Linked DNA regions of Triticum aestivum: region 1 is linked to region 2. A link is a contact called in public Hi-C data. All regions are on one chromosome and are shown on one strand. The core of a region is the stretch at or near the end of the contact, and the rest is flanking DNA. Distances in the headings are between cores, read along the strand shown. Region 1 holds the start of LOC123044361 (queuosine salvage protein). Region 2 holds the start of LOC123044360 (LOB domain-containing protein 37).

Evidence for each region. A called contact is a pair of places that touch in the nucleus more often than the background predicts.
Region 1: a contact with region 2 is called in a Hi-C map of leaf, with 3 times the contacts expected there. The contact joins the promoter of LOC123044361 here to the promoter of LOC123044360 in region 2. A contact is called at or near these places in 2 of 5 Hi-C or Micro-C datasets (both in leaf).

What each region holds. Positions count from the first base shown.
Region 1 is chr2B:205,256,125-205,262,343 of IWGSC CS RefSeq v2.1, forward strand. It overlaps LOC123044361 (queuosine salvage protein), which reads right to left and starts at 3,286. Exons shown (of 7, transcript XM_044467085.1): 1 at 3,046-3,286; 2 at 2,464-2,607; 3 at 816-914; 4 at 652-728; 5 at 253-361. The coding sequence starts at 3,115.
Region 2 is chr2B:204,639,828-204,645,861 of IWGSC CS RefSeq v2.1, forward strand. LOC123044360 (LOB domain-containing protein 37) reads right to left here and starts at 2,925. Exons shown (of 2, transcript XM_044467084.1): 1 at 2,596-2,925; 2 at 1,695-2,477. The coding sequence starts at 2,824. The coding sequence ends at 1,993.

The DNA.
Region 1 (6,219 bases), core at 2,036-4,535, 620 kb after region 2:
TACACCATTGAGTTCCTGTTCTCCAATATAGCTGGAGAAATACAGCTTAGCCATCTGGCCTAACTAAAACAGGACAGATGAAAATGATGCTATCTCCGCTATCTGGACGGCTACTCTGGTCTATCTTGAGCGCTGCCATGTTCGAACTTGGTTCCATTAAATGAAAAATGGAACCGGCACAGACGACACCTTTCCTCTAAAATAATGATGCTATCAAGATTAAGTGGAAGACAAGTGCGGTGGCAGATTTACCAGGAAAGTGACGGGTAATCAGTTCAATCAGAGATGCAGCAGAGTTTCCAGCAGACTTCACAAGATTAGCAGCCTCGCTGCCAAAGCTTCTTTCAAGCTCCAGACCAACCTGAATTAAAGCACCAGAACAAATAAATGCTTCAGAACCAAATTGAGATCAGTTGGCAAGAAAGTTTTTTGAATGTCGACATTAACATGATAGTTCTGATGGAATATAATCAGAGCATATTTGAAGTAAAAGTGGATAGCTATACCCAATTGCACTGAAGAAGATGGGTGTGACTTTGTAGTTGTTAAGTGACAAAGTATTCAAATAATATGAGCAATTGAGCAGAACACAGTGGGAAAATTTTAAAGTTCAACACCTCAATATACTGAATAAGCAACACAGGGTAGTACCTCATGAAGAAGGCGGACTCTTTCCTCCTCAATTGGCAGTGGGCGTGGCCAATTCAGCAGTTCTCGAAGTTGCGGTCCTACATTCCAAAAGTTGCATTTTCTTCCAATTAGTGGGAATTACTGGGAGTTATAGCTTCTTTTGCACAAAAACAGGGAAACTGTACCAGTATAATTCTTCAGACGATCTGCATCAAGTGCTGACTTATCTTTCTCTAATGCTAACTTGAGTCCAGAAGCCAAATTGTCATAGGTCAAGTCCTTGTCTATTCGATTAAGGAATATCATTAGTATAGTAAAATACATTGTAATTATAACACAAAGGAAAGGCATTTATCCAAATAAAATGAGTGGTCCAGAGAAGTCAATGGCAGTTAAATCCAACTAAACCCAGTAGAGAAACTAAGGAACATCAGGTAGAATAAAAGCTTGTGCACATTATATTTTGAGCTACACAAAAGTAACAATGTGGAGTGTAACAAAATCAAGATGCACTGTAATTTGCAAACAAAGGTAATAACTGAAATATAGCAGAAGAAAACTCAAAGGATTTTGTTAAAATAAGCTCAGTAATATAGTGAAGAACAGCAAAGAGAAATATCTATTACCTAGGGCTAGATAGTCGCGGCCAAAAAATAATTAATGGAAAGATACATTCTCTGAATAGCCCTAGTCATTGTCAACAAGTAAAGAGAGAAAAATATATCACCACTCCTCTCCCCTAGCCACTTGTTGGCAAAATAGCAACCAACATAAAAGGTTGTCGATCCAAGGAAAATCATGTGTAGCTACTAACAAGAAATACTTAAGGTAGAAATCTCTACTGTTAAAAGGGAGTTTGCAGTCGTGAACTCGTGATGGTACATCGTGGTTTGGTTTGGTTTCGTATGTTTGTTGGTTCCACATTAATTATGGAGAGTATAATTCTTTGGACGGGAGGATCATGTTAATTGTGGAGAGTATCAGTCTTTGGACGGGAGGATCGCGTTAATTATGGAAAGTATCATCAAGCATTGGATGTGAGAATCACGTTAATTATGAAGAGTATCATTCTTTGAACGGGAGGATCACGTTAATTATGGAAAATATCACCAAGCGTTGTACTGGAGGATCACTAGAATATTGATGCCCCCATTGCAAAACACAGGCAATTAACTAGTATCCAGAAGTTCCTTGTGGTGTATAAGCACTAGTGTATTGTCTAAAAAAAAAACTAAAGTGACGAGAAGAGGAATTCTGCACGCCTGAACATCTTAATACCCATAATAATTGTCAAGTAAAGAGAGAAAAATAAACCGCCACTCCTCTCCCCTAGCCACTTGTTGGCAACGTAGCAACCAACATAGAAGGTTGTTGATCCAGGAAACTCACATATAGCTACTAACAAAAAATATACTAAATTAGAAATATCCATAAGTTCCTTGTGGTGTAAGCACTAGTGCATTGTTTTCAGGCAACACGAAATTGATTTCGGCACTCTGAAAATCTAAAAAGCCTGAAGTCATGAGAAGAAGAATACTGGCTGCACAACCAAATGTTTTAATATCCCTAAACATTGTCAACAAGTAAGCAAAGAAAAATAAACCGTCCCTCCTCTCCCCTAACCACGTGTTATGCTATACAGGAGCAACAACACACGAATATTTTATACAGGAGCAAAAGAAATGCAAACATAGAGTGGCAATGTCTGATGTCTGTTAGTGCTAATATTTTTCAGAACTCCTTAAGAAAAATACTACTCATAAGACAAGGGCAATACCTCACTAGTAATTTCTACATGTTCAAAACACGGTACGTTCCTGGCTGAACTAATACCTGGCCAGAAGCAAAAGTTCAGTGCGTCCAAGACGAAGAGGTACTGCACAGTGAGCGGTCCATTGTCAAAGTAATGAATTCCTTCAAAATCCCACTCAACTTTTGGAACATTTCCCTGAATTTTATCCACGGCCTTCTCAATCTCTGTGAAACGAACAAACGGGGAAGAGGAACATAACTTATAACTTCACTTGGGAGATTTGTCACAAAACGAAGGAAGGATGAACATTGATATAAACATATAAAAGAAAAAGCAAAAATACGTATTCCATCAAGTTGTTCTTTCATAAGAAAATGGTGAAAGCTAACCAAAACAACATGTAAGAGAACAGGAATCCCCAACCTGAACATTGAAGTCCAATCCTAGAACATGAAAATCAACTCTGGTTTCTTGCAGGGTCAATCCGATACTGCTTAGAAATACAATCGACTAATAGCTAACCCAGAGGAACAGCGAAGCCTGTGAAGATGATACTGCGTGGCCTAAGAAATCCTAGTACCGTTCCAGAAAAAATATCCCTATGAAGACGATACTCCCCTCCCTGGTCGGAAAAATCCTAGTATCATTCGGGAAACGGATACCTAGCATGTCGACCTTGACGTGGGAGGAGCGGCTGGCCACCCAGGCCGCCGACGCGCGCACGGCCTCCATGGCGGCGGGGCGAATAGGAATAGGATAAGGCCGCGGGGGAGGTCGGGACAATGGCGAGTCGGGAGGATTTAGGGGTGGGTAGCGGGCGGAAACCGTGACGGCGGGGGGAGTGGTGGTGTGGCCCGTGACCGCGAGGGCGACGCGGGTTTTAGTATTTTTCCTCCGGAGGGGGGTTTTGGTTGGCCTCTTGCTGCCCTCTCGATGTGGGCCTCCAAGTGCCTCGGAGAACTCCCGCCTGGCAGAACACGAGGAATTGCGCAGTGGGGCGCGAGGCACGCACGACGACCCGGCTGTGCTGGCGTGCTCCGCTGAGTTTGACCCACCTCATGAACTGCTGAAATGACTGGATTGCCCTTCTTTCTCCTCTGCTCTAGGCCTATAGAGACGAATGCAAAAGTCCAAAACAAACCTTGAATTTGTATGCGAAAGCTAAATCAAACTCTGAACTCTCAATCCCAGAAATTAGCACACCAAACTCTCTAATCCCGGTCTATTTTGAACCTCGAGATGACTTAGCCGGTATTTGCTGAATTGGGCTGGCCCATTAGCGCAGGCGCTCGCGCGCGTACTGCACTGTTTTTTCTTTGTTTTTTTTCTTTTTCATTTTCTTTTCTTTTTTTCTTCTTTACACAAGTCTAATTTTTCTTAGTACCCAATGTACATTTTAACGCACATATTAGATATTGTTTGATAAACTTTTGATATTTTCCAATACATTATGTACATTTCTAAATTACATGTTTTCAAAACTTTTTTGAATACATTGTAATATTTTTCCAAATACATGTTTTACATTTTCTTAATGACAATAAACATTTTATAAAACTACACAAACACTCTTTTACATGTTTCAACATTTTCAAATTTGTATACACTTTTTTCAAACACATGCCACGTATATTCTGTTAAGGAACACATTTTTTTACGACATGCAAACATTTTTTTACATTGTACACACATTTTTTTTGAAAATGTCACAAACACATTTTTTGAAACTCGTGAATATTCTTGAATGTAACATCGTTTTGAATGTACAAAACATTTTTTGAATGACACGAATATTATTATACATTGCATAAACATTTGTTTGAATTGGCCCGTAAATTTTTTCAAACTTGTGATATTTTTTAGATGTCACAAATATTTTCAGGTTTCATAAAATATATATGTTTCAAAAAGTGTTCACACTTTAAAATTTTGTTCAGGTTTCAGAATTTTTTTTATGTTTCAATACTTGTTTGCCCCTAAAAAGTGTTTTCGAAGTTCGACGCTTTGGTTTTTGATTAAATATCTCAGGCCTCTAATAATGTCAGTCATAGTCGTCTGGAGTAGCTAGCGGAACGAGGTCAACCCTGCCATGTTCAAAGTTCGACTCCACAATAGTTGTTTTTTATTTGGAATTATTATGCTTGCATTAAGTAAAAGAAAGAAAGAATTTTTACATCAAGTGTTAAGAAAAAAAACTCGCTTCATGTTTGGTGGGCCGGCCCAGTCAAGTCCTCAGCCAACAATCAGAAACATTTTTTAAAAACATTATTTAAAATTTTGACAGAATTTTAAAAAACCGAAACATATTTCATAGCGTGTAAAAAATGGTTGGAATTCTGAATATTTTTGATAAATGTGATTTTTCTGAAATTCCGAGCAATTTTGAAAAATGTGAATAGAATATCAAAATTCCAAACCATTTTTTAAAATCACAAAAGGAATTGAATTTGTGCCAAAAATAGAAAACAAGAACATTTTTTAACTTCTGAACAATTTGAAAAATGCGTGACCATTTTTAAACTTCACAAATTCTTGTTGTGTTATAGTGGGCCGGCCCAAATTGTTGTTTGTGAGAGTAGCAGATTATCCCGGTCGGGATCCCAGTGTGACAAACAGGTCTAGGGTCTAAAATAGACCGGGATTACAAGTTCAGAGTGCCAATTTTCGGGATTCAAAGTTCAAGGTTTGATTTAACTTTCATCTACGACTTCAAGGTTTGTTTTGGACTTTTTTCTTAGAGGAATTTTATGGAAATTTAAAACTGTTACTCCGTCCTAGAGTAAGCGTCGACTAACTTTATAGTATTAAATCAACGACACTTATTTTGAAACGTTATAAAAATTTTGTTCTTTTAAGTTATTTACTTTGTAGGAATGGAATGATATTCCTATGTATTCTATCATTCACATTTTAAAAGGAAAAAACATTGGCTCAGATCTAGTACAAAATTCATATCATATTAAACTAACGACACCTCTTCTCATACAGGAGTTGAGCTACACGACATCTCATTTTTCTATGACTTTTCTATTTCTATCTATGAACTAAAAGAGGGCTGATATCCATATTTCATTTTTCTTCTCACCAACCTTTCATCCAACCTTTTTCTTATAATAATCAATCACCTTAATTTACTTATCTTCTAAATCAATCTCATTTTAATTCACTTACCAAACTTCTCACCAAAATATAAAGTAACGCACGGGGCGGGATTTGATGAACATTTATTTACACAACTGTATTAATATGACAGGTAAATCATAAACTAACATACTAGAATATTTATACCACATTGCAACGTACGGGCATTGTCCTAGTTACGTAGAAATTAGTTGCACATTCATATTAGATAGGGTATTATTTGTGTTATAATAATGTTGTTTGTGCTAGCGCTAATATTCGATAAGATATCAATTGTGTGCTAAACATGTTGGATGCTTAACATATCTGGCCCTCGATGTATCGGAGCAACTTAGGTTGTTCGATTTGATATGCTTTGATGGCCGAGATCAATTGGAGCTGCACTTATGGTCTATTTATATTGGCATCGATATGGATTGGTGGTCAAGGATGGACAAAAGTTGATGTGGGGCGAACTTCGCCGGTGTCATGTCACGCCACTTGTGCAACCAAATGTTGTTGTCTATTGGGGTGCTTCCTACAAGAGACATGACAACGGGATATCATGTTGTCATATTGGCATCATTTCCATTTTGATCATGTTGATGTTTGAGATAATTTATTATGACTTACTAGTTGGTTGAAATATTATCATGTGAGAACATGGTTACTAAGTTTTTGTTATTCATGCGGTTACTTTTATAAGATGGTTGTAA
Region 2 (6,034 bases), core at 1,675-4,174:
GATCAGAAGCGCTGGCATCACGCTGGAGGCTGGAAGGGCCGACACTATCGCCTGGACCCTGGGCAACTCTGGCAACTACTCCACGTGCTCCGCCTACGACGTCCAGTTCGAAGACCGCCCGGCACTCGACTTCACAGCAACCATCTGGAAGGCTTGGGCCCCTGACAAGATGAAAGTCCTTTTCTGGCTGCTGCACTTAGATCGCCTATGGTGCAACGACAGACTCCAGAGACGTGGATGGACCAATAGCTACTTCTGCCAGCTATGTCTCCGCAACCTCGAGACTTCGTCGTATCTGTTCTAGGAGTGCACCGTTGCCATTCAGGCCTGGAACGAGGTGGCAACCTGGCTCGGTTCTCACTCCTCCAGCCATTCCACCTGGAGCACGGGGAGATCCACCGCCGAGAGGGTTCGTTTGATCATCGACGAGCCAACCCATGCACGAGGAAGGGCACCAAATCGCTGCTCACATTGATGGTCTGGCAAATCTGGTTAAAGCGAAATGCGTGCACCTTCTAGGGAAAGCACCATGCGCCCGCAGCATCACTGCGGCCTGCCGCCGCGACATGGAGCAGTGGAGGATCGCCGGAGCCAAATGCATAGCGCACCCCTTCGGGGACGTGCCGTGAAAATAGCGAAATCAGGCCCTCCTCGCCAGCTTACACACTCGTTAGGCTGGCTATGTAATCTCTCCTCCAACCCACCGATCACTTGATCAGACTATGTATTTTTCCCGCTCTCTTCTTCTATGAAATGAAAGCCAGAAATGGCCACTTTCAAAAAAAAAAAGAAATCAAAGGAATGCTTCAATCCTTCAGGGAGGTGAAGGTGACATGGATTAGCCGTGGTGCCAATAGAGCCGCTCATAATAAGTTAGCTTAAGTCGGTTTAGGCGATGATTTATGTAAGGTTTGATTTTCTGTACCCCAAAGCACATTCTGGAGATTATCTCGGATGACATTCCCAGCTACGTTTAAGTAATGAAACGGCGCATTGATTAAAAAATATACTTCCTCCGTTCCTAAATATAAGTCTTTGAAGACATTTCACTATGGACCACATACGAAGTAAAGTGAATGAACTACACTCTAAAATGCATCTATATACATTTGTACGTGGCCCATAGTGAAATCTCTATAAAGACTTATATTTAGGAACGGAGGGAGTATATGCTGATGCATGTGCACGCACAAAGCTACGCTGCGCTGTAGCACGGCCACTGCACAATGAATCGGACGTTCTGCCCGAAACAAATGGAAATTGGACGTTTTGGCCGTGCCGGCAAACGGGTTGAACTCCCAAAGCCGCGACACATCTGCGCGGCAGAAGAACGCCGCGTCGCAGGGGCCTGCGGTCGCGTTCGGGTCGTCACGCGCCCCCACCCCGAAACGCGGCGCCACGGTACGGCTGTAGCCCCTCCGCAAAGCTGAACCGCTCGCTCTAGTACTATCTCAGCAGCCCCACATGCTGCATCACAAGCTGTACGGCCGCTTGGATTTTGCGGTGGCGTGAAACATTGACCGATCAATCATACGACCAGTTCACAAAAACACGGAAGAGCAGATCTCAAAAAAAGAAACACAATCGGGAGAGTACTGTAGCCTGCAGGAGCAATGGCGTCTTAGCACACGCACTCGCTGGGCAAACGCTAATCACGCCCCGGATAAGATCAGAGAGCTTTAGTGTACTCTTACTTATTTAACCATCTTTGTAGTAGTAGTGGTGGTGCTAAGAAAGCAGCGGTACTATTATCGGAGTAGACAAGGAACAAAGCCGGCCGGGGCGGTCTCATCTAGTCATCTCCGTGTCACACCAAGCCGGCGGTTCATGCACGCCCAAAAAAGAATCAAGGGGCGCGTCGCCGGTGGGACGATAGGCTACCAAAAAGTTCAGCTGGTTCCAGCTCCAGCGAGCGAGCAGCGCGTCGATCGACTGATCGATCGCGCGGTACTACTACGGTAAATGAACGCGCAGATTAATAACTAGCTTCATTTAAACAAAAAGATTCAGCAGCTCCGGCTCCTTCTCGCCGCCGGCGCCTGCGCCAGCGCTCGTGGTCACGGAGCCGTCGGAGCTCATCGACGGCGTGCCGGCCCGCCTCGCCCGTCGCTCCCCCTCCGCCGCCGCGGCCGATCCGGGGGTGAGGAAAAGCCCCAGGTCGCACGAGGGCTCCTGGTGGTGGGACGCTGCCTCCGGCGCCCATGTCTTCCTCGGCGTCACCCGCTTCGCCGCCGAATACGTGGAGCACCCCACCACGGCCCGCCTGGAAGAGGAGGCGAACAGATCGCTTCCACCGACTCCGCCTTCCGGGACGCCGCCCGCGAGCTCCGGCAGCGGGCGGATGGCGCCGCCCCGGAGCACGGTCTGGACCGCCGCCTCGCACAGGTGCCAGCTTCCCGCCCAGAGCAGCCCCACCGCGCCGCTCACCGGGTTGATCGTTCGCCCCGCCGCCTCGTACAGCAGCGACTGGAACACGGCTGCAATCCACAGCAAACAGCATGCAAACTTCAGCCAAAAAAGGTCAACACATATTCTGTACTGCCGATGCATAGTCGTGCCAAGAAGACCATCGATCTCCCGTCCGTCCGTACGTACCTGGGCGCTGCTGCTCGGGGACAGCGGTGAGGAAGGACATGAGGCCGGCGCGGCCGAAGAACTTGGCGGCGAAGAGGGTGGCGTGGCCCTGCGCGTCGGCTGCCTCGATCCAGAGCAGGCACGGGCGCAGCACGCAGGCCTCGTTGCACCCCTTGCGCAGCACGCGGCACCCGTTGCAGCTCATCCCCGACGTTGACGCTGACACCGCCGCCCGCTCACTCCCTCTCATACAACAGCCAGCCAACCCCGATCAAGAAGCCGACCTCGCCCACGGCCACGCAGGGGCGGTGTATATAACCAGGCGAGGAGGGAGGGAGGGGTGGGGAGGTAACCGGGCGCTAACCAGGGCCGGGCCGGTCGGGTGACCGTGATGGGTTAACTGGCGCGCGTGCTGAGGTAAAGCGGAAGAGGTTCCAGGCTCCAGGGGTGCGGGGGCGGCTCCGTGTCTCCGCGGCCGGTCGGTGCGAGCGCGGGCCGTCGGATCGAGGGATTGGACAGCGGGTGGGGGCCGCCGGCTCGGGTGGTGCGCCTCGCGTTCGCCCCGTCCGGGCTGCTTTCGTGTGTTTTTCCGCCACTCTTTTTCCGCGCTTTTGCGGTGTGCGTGGATCCGCACCTTGGGCTGCCCACGTACGTCCGGTACGTCCTGCGTTTTGGAACCTTGTGACCTCCCTCGGCAAGTGCTCCATGCACACAAGCTTTCTCACAAAAATAAATCGCTCCATGCATCCGGCGCATGGACCCTCCACCGCTTTTGGTGTGCCGAATCACTCGCCGGTGCAGCATCAAGGCCATTGGACCGAGCAGTCGCAAAGCCAAGGGGCTCATTTGTTGTACGATTATGTGTGCATATATATTTTGGACCGGTCTAGCGAGCGGCCGGCTGCTCACTATACTTTGCGAGCGGCCGGCCCAAAATTACAAGTTTTGGTCCTCTAATAATTTATAAATAGCAATTATCTATTGTGTGTCTTTTTCTGTTAGTTAATGGATGTTTTTATTAGCATTAAATGCGTATAGCAAATGCGTACAGACTGGTCCGTGAAACACATTTATTTTCGTCTCTTAAATCTTTAAAAAGTCATATCTTTTAAACCACATGTTGGAATTCAGATCCGTTTTCACCTTTGGGTTCGTCGCGACGAGATCTTCGAAACTAGATCCCATATGGGTATGTTTCGACGAATTTTTTTTGATGCTAACTTTGGTGCTATATGGTGCAACTATAGTACTGCATTATGCAACTAGACTACATTGCCGTGCCAACTGAGTATATGTGTGTGTAACTAGTCATGCCAACTAAATATTAATGCGTGTGCAACTAGTGTCCTGCCAACTAAACATCAATGTGTGTGCAACTAGATTATATTACAAGCCAACTAAGCATATGTGTGTGCAACTAGTCTTCCTGCCAACTAAACATCAATGTGTGCGCAACTAGACTACGTTACAAGCCAACTAAACATCAATGTGTGTGCAACTAGACTACATTACAAGCTATGATAATTCATATGCGACTATGCGGACCAGATTATGCAACTATGTGGCCATGTATGTGCCAACTAGGACTACTATGTGTGCAACGACAACTATTGAGGATGCAGTTTCAAAAAACTGGGTTTGAAAAAAATTGCACCATGCAGTACTAAAGTTGCACAAAGCAGTACTGAAGTTGCACAATACAGCGCCAAAGTTGGCAACAAAAAAATTTCGTCGAAACATATCCATGCGGGATCTAGTTTCGAAGATCTCGTCGCGATGAATCCAACGGTGAAGACGGATCTGAATTCCGACGTGTGGTTTAAAAGATACGACTTTTTAAAAATTAAAGTGGCCAAAATAAATGTGCGTGAATCTGTTTCCAGGACTAGTCCGTACGCATTTAATGCTAACAAAAAACATTCACTAGCTGACAAAAAAAGACACACATGTAAGTAACCAGCCCGGCCGCCCGTTCCTACAAAAAAGTGGGCGTGCATTATCTCAAAAAAAAATCTTGACGGGATACCTTGCGAAAGCTATAACCAAGAATAAATGAAATAATTGTGCCTAGCCTATGGCCCGTCGTCGCATATTATCACCAGCACGCACAAATTCGTGTGAGGTCCAGGAACAGTGAACCTAGGATGCCTTCCGCCTTTTTGGCTGGTGCAAACCTTTTCTCGTCGCCGCACCGCGCCGCATGTCAGCAGTCCAGCCAGAGTGCAGTGGCACACGGAGTGGTGCAAGTTGGCAAAGGCATCTTGGCTTTCTGTTTCGGTCGCACTTGGCCGTGTCGCGCCGGTTCGTGCCTTCCTCACAAACGCTCCGGTTTCCCGTCGTCTCGGCAACGCGATCGGAATCAGGTCAGGTCGCCATCCACCAGCTGCGGGACGCGGCTTCCGTCGCCGGTAACGTTGGCGTTTAGCCGCTTCACCGAAATCTTATCCTGGCCGAATAATTTTTTTTCCGCTTTTCTGCTGGAAGAAACCGAGTGCGTCGACCCGCGAGCAGTTAATTTGAGACCGCATGTCAACGTGTAGAGGGTTTGGCATGGATCGACGGTGATTGTCACTGGTCTCGTGACTCGTGAGACTTCGTTGCAGAGCATCTTCAGTAGAGAGGAGGTTATCACTACGATTCTCATCAGACATCACTCACGAGTGTTCGTCGTAGAGCAGCTGCCAAAATACAGCGGAGGGGAGGTGGTCTTCTCCTGCGCAACTCCATGCTACGGTACAAATGGCAACAGAAATAAATGTCACAATGGTAAATAACTTTTCTGCCAAATAAAATCTGTGCATAATGTTGTTTTCCAAGTATATTTATTGTTTATGTCTCGTGTCCTTAATTCCAAGGTCTCTTTGAACTGTAGAATTTTTCATCGAAAAATTGGAAATTTGAATCCTTGAGGCAAAAAAATAAAATAAATCTAAGGAACCTTTGGAGCATCGTATTGTGTGGTTATCAAATTCTATGGAAGGATGTGTCCCACAAAAGGAAAATTGATGTCTCAATTCCTTTGTAGGAACTTTAACGTGAGTAAAACTTCAACAAGTACTAGAAGTGCCGAGTGCGCTTCGCTTGGTATTGTTGAGATTTCATAAATTTTGTTTGTTATTTGGTTTGGCACGTGTGAAAGATGGTGTGTATTTTCTTTAATTAACCGTTCCTTCTCCTGGTACAAGATAAGAAAGGCTGGTGTTTCGGAAGCCTCTCTCCCGTACAACCGGAAGTAGCAGCAGTGTGACGAACGACGGCGGGCTGTGCATGAGCACGCAGAGAAGATGTGATCTGATCTAGGTGGCGACTAGGGTTGCCGACACCTTCAATATATAGGAGGTCGGGTAGGGAGGGGTGGGGTTAGGCCCATTCTCGAGTCGGCAATAACTCACGATCCGATGTCTCGAATTCGTAGCGTACCCGTTAATGTATGTAATTATTTTTCAATTAATTATCTATT